Regions from separate parts of the Rattus norvegicus genome. Here region 1 is linked to region 2. A link is a contact called in public Hi-C data. All regions are on one chromosome and are shown on one strand. The core of a region is the stretch at or near the end of the contact, and the rest is flanking DNA. Distances in the headings are between cores, read along the strand shown. Region 1 holds the start of Tead1 (TEA domain transcription factor 1). Region 2 overlaps Parva (parvin, alpha).

Region 1 (4,525 bases), core at 453-2,952, 200 kb after region 2:
CTCTTATTTATTTATGTATATGAATGTTTTACCTGCATGTATGTACACCATGTTTGTGCCTGGTGCTCCCAGAACTGGAGTTACAGATTGTTGAAAGCGACCTTATGAGTGTTGGGAACCTAACAGGAGCCTGGTCATCTACTAGAGCAGCAAGGGCTTTTCGCTGGTGAACTATCTCTCCAGCTTCTTCTGCTCTCCGGAGACTTTATTCGCTGGTATTATGGGGGGTTATCTGGAAAAGAGATACACCTCTGGAGTTTTAACGGGAAAATAGTTGTGCATTTTCTAATACTCTGCCAGGTGTATGAGGTTCTTATTGTCAGCCTGTCATATTGCTGCATATTATTAACTAAAAATAATACACATTTGTACTTGATTGTGGTGGGCATCTACACAGGTGAGAAATTATAGAATTTATAGAATTAAACAAATACACAATGATGTGTTTAAGTTGATCTGGAAAATCTGCCCGAAAATTAATACCCCGGCTGGGATAAAATTTTGGCTGACATGGCTAGGGAAGAGCTGGGCAAAGCGAACAAAGAATGTCTCTGTATTACTTTTTACAACGGCATGGGAGTCTTCAATTCTCTTGACATAAAATTTTAAAAAACGCATGGATGGAAGATATTTTTGCCTTAAAAACGCACTGGTAAACGTTGTTTCCGAGCAAACAAGGCGTAGTGAGTCCCATTCGCTTTCCTGAGTTTATGCACACTCCAGGAATACTCCGGCACAAAACAGGCGCCATTAGTTTGTTCTGAAGCCAGAAGGAAGTCCCAGTGCGGGAAGGGCCGTCTCCTTTCTGGGAAACTACGGACTGCAACCGGCCCAAACTGCCAGCATGTCTGTCCCAGCCACCGTTAACTTTACCCGAGTTTCTGAAGTGCTGCGGTGTCGTCCACTCCAAAAACAGAGTTCAAACCGTTTATGATTGATTCTTACGTTCTCCATAAAGGGACGGCGCGAAGCTGCTTTTTGCAGCCAGGCAAGACTTTATTTTATTTAAGTGGGTGCAGGATTTCCTTAGACTAAACTCGCAGTACGAGTGAACTTCACTTCTAGAAAGACAGGGCAGGAAGCGGGCGAGGACTCTGCGACGCTCCAACCCAGTCTGCGAAGCCCAGAATTTGCGCGAGCACCGCGAACTTGGGTAAAGCGAAACGGCTTGAGGAGGAGTGGCGGGCTGGGAAGCTGCCCACTCCGGCCTCAGTTTCCTGAAGAGCAACCTCCCTTCCAGTCTGGGAGCGTCGCTGCCAGCGCACACCAGGAGGGGGTAAACTGAGTCACAGCAGGAGGAAAGCGCACACCCCGCCTTTCTAGTACCCGGCCGCCCCGCCTCGGACCGCACAAAGCCCTGAGCGCGCGCCATCGCGCGCGGCTCGCTCCCCCGTGGGCGCCAAGTCCCGCCCCACGCGCCCCGCCCCACATCATGACGTCACCGCGGCGGCAGGCCACGCCCCACCCCGGGCCCGGCGGCATGACGTCACCGAGGCCCCACCCCTCCGGAGCGAGTTCGGTCCTGGCGTTCATTTCATTCCTGTCCTCATTCCGCACATTCTTCGCATCGCTCGCGCCGCGCCGCGCCGCCCGAGCCGAGCCGAGCCTCCGCGGCCCCGCCGCCCGCCGCGGGCGCCCCCCAGCACTTCGCACACTCGCTTCCAGCTCGCGGGGAGTCCGCGCGCCGGGGCCCGGGCCCGGGGCGGCCGCGGCGGGGCGCAGGCCATGCGCTGACCCCCCAGCGCGCAACGTCGCCGGAGCGCGGGCAGCTGCCCCGGCGCGCCCTGCTGGTCCGGGGAGCCGGCGAGGCCGGGCTGGGGCGGCCGGGCGCGGGAGTACCGCGGGGAGTACCGGCTGGAGTAGCGCGGGGGCGGTGGCCCAGCGCCCCGAAGTTTGCCGCGCCCGCTCGGGCGGCCGAGGTAAGTTGCGCGCGGGGCGGACTCGGGGGCGCGGGCTGTCTAGGCGTCACCGCGATCGGCGCTTTGTGTGCGGCTCCCGAAGGGGAGCGGCCCCGCCGCCCAGCAAGTTGGGCCGCAACCTCGCGCGGCAACAGGCGGCCCCGCTCGGCTTTCTGCGCGCCCCTCTCTCCAGCGTCTCTCTCCCGCGCACCTCGCTCCTTGTCTGGGAAGCGCCGAGTTCGGCGCGATCACGGGTGGGGAGAGCGTCCGGCGTGCAGCCTAGAGCCTGCAGCCGGGTGACTCCCCCGGCGCCCGGCCCCTTCGGGGTCCGCGCGGATCCCGGCTCCTCCTCCCGGGAGATGAAAGAGGGCTCTCTCGCCCTTGCCGCCTCTCCAGAGCTGCTGCCGCCGCCGCCGCCGCCGCCGCTCCAGTGCACATTCAAGTGGAAAATTTTCAGGAGTCAGCAGAAACATTGTGTCCAAAAAAGACTGAGTCGCACTTACCACCAAACCCGGGAGTAGACTCTCCCTGGAAAACTTCCCTTCGGTAGGAAATACTGGGGGATTTGTTTGTTTATTGGAAGAGAAACGATCCCCAGGAGGGCCAAAAAAAAAAAAAAATTCTGGGGACACTTTTAGCCTTTGTTCGCGGCAGCACCACTTGTTTTCAAAGTCCAGAGGCCCGTTTGAAAGAAAGTTCAACTTCTAGGAGTTTCCTTTTTCTTTTTTAATGCATTAAAAAAAAATCAAAGCTACATTTAAAGAAGTAGAAAACAATGAAAGGCTCACACTTATCTTCCCGTGAAAATAAAACCCAGACTAGTTTTCCTCGGTCTTTAATCGTCTTTCTTTTTAAGGATTTATTTAAAGTTGAATGGTGTCACCCGTATAAAAATATTTATGAAACAATGAAATGCCAGCCACCAGCGTTTCTCAGGAGGCTTGTTAAGTTCTTAGAAGCTGTCTGTGATTTACAGAAATGCAAATTGATCTCAGCACTGGAAACTTACAGACAGATATTCCAGAAATCGGAGTGTAGCAAGGACGGGTTTTAAAATAGCGCCATTTGAAAGGAGCTAAGGTCCTTGGAACAAAATGGTCTGTAAATACGATCATATTTCAAAATAGTGAAAGGAAAATATTTCAATTCCTATAGATAATGCAAAGTAACAGAATCTTAGTTTCCTCCACGCCTTGTGGCCTGGATTCGTTCTGGAAGTTTAGGTGGTCTGGTGGCTTAGAGTGTGCTTGAGTGCTGGCAGGTGGTTCCCCGGGTGGACAGATCCTTCCCGTTAGGGAGACTCAATCTACCCGGAGCCGAGGGGTAGCTTGTCTGTGCAAGCCTGAGCTCTTGGGTGGGGGCTAATCTGCCTTGAGACTGGGGCTGGGAATAGTCCTCAGGCTGTACAGACTGTGCCAGGGGCTTCCGCCTTTCAGCGGAGTCTGCGATTTTCTGTGAATAGCAGGATCTTTGGGCCCAGGCACATCTGAATGCTTATAAGGGCCAGACTTAGATCCAACTTTGGTAAGAATCTTTCCTCTTTAGAAGGAAACAGTAGACCCAGTTACAGCATGACTCCGGAAAGACAAATGCGTTTAGCTGAACCTTTGTCAACAGCAAGGTTTTAAATTGTTGATGATTTTAAGGAGGAAAGGCGCATTTTTCTAATCTCAGTATTTCCATAAATGGTCATAAGATATTTTTGTGTAGTATTTCTTTGAATGTGTAACTCTGTGTTGGACTCTTAGATTACAGGTTTTTAACAGAGTTTGCAATTCTTTTATTTGTTGTTTGTATAAAAAAATAAACTGATAAGCTGTCTCCATTACTGAGTCTTGTTCATGTCCTTTAGTAAACCATTTTATTTTCTGTTTAATGGCAAGTATTGTTTAAATTAAAGATTTAGGGGAATATTAGAATACTTTTTTTATCTTTTTAAAACAAGTTTGAAACAAAGCCAGAAAGACACTTTGCCTTTACAAAAGAGTTTAAAAAAAGGAGGTGGGGAGAAGGAGGGGGAGAATCTTTGTGTGAGTTTCTTCTTCCTGGAGTTCTTTATAAATCCTAGGGAACATTCTGGGATTATTGGAGATTTTGTACAAGCAAAGGCCAGGACTCACCAGGACGTGTATATAGTTAGTGACCTTTAATTTGAAGCAGGCAGACATTGTAGCATAGTCTGACCCAGGCTGTGGTCACTGCATGAGTTACTTGCTTGTACTGGGCATACAGTGTGTGCTTCCCACCCTCGATTGTACTGTGATACATACAGTCTGTGCTCTCCTTATAGCACCGTGAAATCATGAGGGTGGGCTTGCCTGGGTCACCTGGTGGGAAGCTGGCTTCCTTCCCCTCCCTTTCTCACCCCCTCTTGCTGTACACAGCTGGGATTATACGTTCACATAACTTCTTTGGATTCTGGCATCTTCTGATTTGGGAAGAAGAGAGAAAACTTAAGAAAAAGATTTTTTTTTTTTAGAGTTCAGTAGTGCATAACGAGTTTTGATTTTAGTCGGTTCTGACGATACGCAGAAGCAAATGTAAGAAGGTATACCTTTATGGAACTGTGTTGGGAAGGTATATAACAAGGGCAATTGGGGGGATGGAGGCCCCACCTGTGAGACAGG
Region 2 (4,530 bases), core at 1,264-3,763:
TTCACAACAGTCTAAAGCTTCTGAAAGGCCCGGATTAAGGCGCATGCTCTGCCCGTGGCCAACCCCAGGATCCGAGAGCTGAGTGGTGGCTGTGCCTGGCACGCCCACGCCCACTTAGCCAAACCTCAGCTCCGTGCCAGCGTGGAGCTATTAATTATTTTTCTTTGTCAAACCTTTGTCAGCAACTTCATCCCAAAAGGAATGGTTTATTTTTCCCTTTGGCGGTGTTTGCGACTGTAGTAAATAAGAGATAATTACATTCTGGTTCTTAAATTAAAACAAAAATAGCTAGAGGTGCCAGGCAGGACTTATTTACATTTTCCGATAGCCCACTCCCGGTCCAAGACTCAACACGATTTAGCTTGTTGCTTTCCCTGCAAATCTGGAGCTGCTCAAGTGGTTTAATGTGAAATTTTTATTAGCAGTGCCCCCAAAGTCGTCCCCTCTGCTCTAAGTTAATATTAAATAGTACTTCCATATTTTTTTTCCTTTTAGCATTGCTGGAGACATTTAAGACCATGAGACTACAATTAAAATATGAACATTAAAGTTTTCTGAACAAAAGCGTTGTGGCTCAGTGGTAGAGAGCTGGTCGCCAAGGCACGATGGCCTAGATTCGCCCCCCCCCCCCCAGAGGTACCCAACACAAAACAAAACAAAAACAAACAAACACAAGGAAGAAAAGGAAGCAGGCAGGGAGGAGGTATAAGGTTAAGAGAATGCATCAGAAAGCATTTGGAGAGTCTTATTTTCTTTGTTTGTACCCTGTTGCTTATCTGGGTATCAGCCTCTGATTTGGCAGAGGGAGAAAGGCATTCTTGTGGCTGCCGAGGATTCCTTTCTTGATTCCTTAAGTTGGTGTTTGGAAAGTGAAAATACAGTCAAACGAATCCTTACAAACATTTGGTCTTATTTTCCTAAGAGGTAAACAAAATTGTAAAAGGTAATATTTTAAATGGAATCTAGAGAGCTAGCGATGTGGCCCAATGGTGGTACACTTGCCCAGCATGCACGAAGCCCTGGGTTTCATCCCCAGCACCACTTAAAAATTGGGGAGAGGGGGGATTGGGTCCTTTGTCAGTTTGTTATGTGGGACTTGGATGGTGAGGAATCTGAGGATCATGGCTGACCTGGGTTTTGATGTTAGTGGTATCTAATGATTGGGCCCGGAGAGACTCCGCCAAGCTTAGTAACACGAAGGCTTCTGGGTGGAGAGATGTTCTCTCCAAAACAAGAAGTCTCACCACAGAGGGAGAACGGAAGGCTAGACATACAGTGTCACATACCGTAGGCCCCAGACATCCTGGCTTGACTACTTGCTCTCCCCGCCCTACAAAATGCCTTGCTGATGTAACTAGCCGAGGACAGTAAGTCAGCATCACGACTTCATCTGGAGAAGGTGGAACCCGTTCGTGGTTCTCCATGTCACCCAAAGGCATTGTGTATCTGAGAGCAAAGGTGGGATGAGAAGCCTGGAGTGTGGCAGAAGGGACGAGAGAGAAACTGGCCTGCCGCATGCCAGTCGTTCTCACAGGGCTTTCGCTTCAGGCTGTAGGAGCAAGCTGCGTTCCGACAGCTCTACATTTCAGCGTTACCACCCTCATCAGTCCGTAGCATCACTGCCGGTCAGCGCCCCTCCCCCCCCCCAGCTGTGCTTCGGTAATGGGACAGCTCTCTCTGATGTCACTGCCGCTTAGATTTATTTGTGGGGGACAGGGAGAGGATTAGCCAGTGTTTATTCTCAGAGGGGGACTGGCCTTTGCGTCATCTGAACCTAAGACATTCTGTGGACTGCAGTACATATTAGCCCAGATCTTCATTGGAAGCATAAATGTTGGGCTAATTTCATTTTGAAATATGACAGTAGTAAAATTCAGCATTAATATGATTCAACTTTCATTTCAGGTATCAAAGAAATATCGTTCTGTTTCCAGCCAGAAGGAAAAAAGAGAAAGATTTAACATTTTGCTGATAACAGTCCTTTTTTCAATTTATTTTTTTTCCTTAACGAAGCAGACGATTGATTTGGTTTTTGAAACCCAGGGGAGTCGTGCCTAGCTCCCAGGATCCCCAGGGAAAGGCGCAGTTCTTCTCCACTTTAGCTACTGGCACTGATCTTTGCCTGCCTTATTAGGAGCAGAGAGTTTGAAAACTTGGGTGAACTGTTTCTACTCTGTTCCCCCTTTTCAGCTGCACGATGCCTCATGCCGAACCGGCGGCTGCTTTGGCAGAGGTCTTACGTGGTGCGCTGCGGGCGGGTGTGGGTGCTGGGAGAAGAGGAATCTTCCCACTTGGTGAGGATGATTGAACAGCCCGGGTGATGAGTTTTAGAAAGATTTTCATCTGTAGAACGATTGTGACCACGCCGAACACAAATGGCTTTGTCACCATTAGCAGGCAGATGGAGCATGTGTTTCGTATTATGAATTCGAGGCGGCTGTTAGAGCCGCTCCAGCAACTCTGAAGATTGCAGAGTCAGCCAGTGAGCATCTTGCTCTAGTTCATGTATGTAAGGGGCCCTGTTCAGATGATCCCTGGCCACTCTGAAGGAGATGCTGTATGACACCATCCCTGACCCAAACAAGTGCCTCATTTACAGGAAATAGGTTATGAGAAAGATGAGTCAGGGGACTTCAAAGCAATCCCAGTTCCTCAGAACTGAAATCACAAATACCCTAAACTCAAGGGTTTACGGACATTCCTGTGTAGCTGAAACTTTTGCCCAACTCTACAAGGTCTCCCTGTACAGAGCCCTCACTCTCCCAGAAGGGAAGAGGCCTGCCAGGAAGAAGGGACAAAGGTGAAAGAGAGGAGGAACAGGCTTGGGGCAGGGGACACTGCTCAGTTGGCAAATGTTTGTCTGTCCTGCAGGAAGCCGTGGCTTTGACCCTCAGCATAAACCAGGCGTGGTGGACACCCTGTAATCCAGCCCTCAGGAGGTGAAGGCAAGGGGATCGGTTCAAAGTCATCCTTAGCTACATAGCAAGTCCAAGGGCAATGTGGGATCCGGGAGGCCATGTTGAGAGAGAGAGAGAGAGACAGAGACAGAGACAGAGACAGACAGAGACAGAGAGAGGCAGAGACAGAGACAGAGACAGAGACAGAGACATAGAGAGCAAGAGCACAGACTGTATTCCCAGCTGCTTTAGAAGTGGAGCTAGAGGATTGCTGGAGACCAGGTTTCTCAGGCCAGGGGGGATAAGTGTTTGCTGAATAAGCCTGAGGACCTGAGTTCCATCCCTAGAACCCAAGGTAGCAGAGAACCAACTGCCCAAACTGTTCCCCAACCTTCACATGTGTGTCTACACTTGCACTCATGCTCACACAGTGATAATTCACACTCATACGATGATGGTGATGATGATGTCATGATGATGGTGGTGGTGGTGGTGGTGGTGGTGGTGGTGGCAATGATGGTGGTGGTAGTGATGATGATTATATGATGATGATGTGATGATAGTGATGATGGTGGTGGTGGTGGTGATGGTGATGGTGGTGGTGATGGTGGTGGTGACAATGATGGTGGTGATAGTGATGATGGTGGTGATGATGATTATATGATGATGATGGTGATGGTGATGGTGATGATAATGAAGAAGAACAAGAAAGGAAAAGCAGGGGAGAGAAAGAGGATAGGAGCTAGGAGGCAATGAGGACAGAAGGATGGAAGGTTGGAAGGTAGGTCGCTAAGTCTAATCTTGCAGAAAACTGTGAGGCATGTATACCCCCCAGTACCCCTGCCACATGGGCTTTTGTGTAGCAGACAACCAAAGTCAAAACAAGACTGTATGTCTCTTAAATGTCGCTAGTTATTGGTGAGCACATAGAGGAGAGGCTTAAGGGGTTTTGTTTTGAAACTAGCTGTAGTGGAGACTTGTGTCTGAGAAAGCCAAGCACTGCTCTCGTTTCCAAGCGCAGTTCCAGGTCTGCCATCTTGAAGGAACACATGTGTAGATTGATCAAAATGATTGATCAGAGAGATTCATGGATATTGCAGAAACATTCTGATCTGACCATTGCAAAGTTGGTATCTAGGAATTTAAATCTTTTGGTGTTTTGAGACCAGGTAGACCAGGTTAGCTTCGAGCTTGCTGTGTAGCTGAGGGTGACCTTGAACGTCTTTCTCATCCTCCTGTCTTTGCTTCCTGAGTGCTAGGATCACAGCTGTTCATCACCACACCTAGCTCAAAGAATTTATTCTGAAGAAGTAAACGGGCCAGGTATGAGACGTGTTCATCCCCCTCTCTGTCTTGCATTGATAATCCATTGTGGGTTTTGTTGTTGTTGTTCCCTTTGAATTTTATTTATTTATTTTTTTTATTTAGTTACTTTTTCTAAGACAGGGTCTAGATGGGGCTGGAGAGACAACTTAGTCATTAAGAGGAGCAAGGAATCCAACACCCTCTTCTGGTTTCCCTGAGCATTGCACTCACATGCACAGACACAGAAAAAAATAAAAAATAAAAAAATATATATCTTTTTAGGACAAGGTTTTTCTGTGTAGCCTTGGCTGACCTGGAACTCATTCTG

Evidence for each region. Hi-C and Micro-C count contacts between places; a contact is called where the count stands out from the background.
Region 1: a contact with region 2 is called in a Hi-C map of Schwann cells, with 7 times the contacts expected there. The contact joins the promoter of Tead1 here to the enhancer-like site in region 2. A contact is called at or near these places in 3 of 12 Hi-C or Micro-C datasets (Schwann cells, frontal cortex and mammary epithelial cells) and 1 of 1 datasets of contacts at active chromatin or transcription factors (oligodendrocytes).

What each region holds. Positions count from the first base shown.
Region 1 is chr1:176,225,473-176,229,997 of GRCr8, forward strand. It overlaps Tead1 (TEA domain transcription factor 1), which reads left to right and starts at 1,703. Exons shown (of 13, transcript NM_001198589.2): 1 at 1,703-1,919.
Region 2 is chr1:176,021,363-176,025,892 of GRCr8, forward strand. All of the region lies in intron 1 of Parva (parvin, alpha), which reads left to right. Among named protein-coding and RNA genes, the nearest start is that of Parva, 42 kb to the left of the region's middle. Within about 2 kb of position 2,514, at least 8 of the 93 cell types and tissues checked have an H3K27ac peak or open chromatin away from gene starts, as enhancers often do. A contact at or near this core is called in Schwann cells, where this site is marked.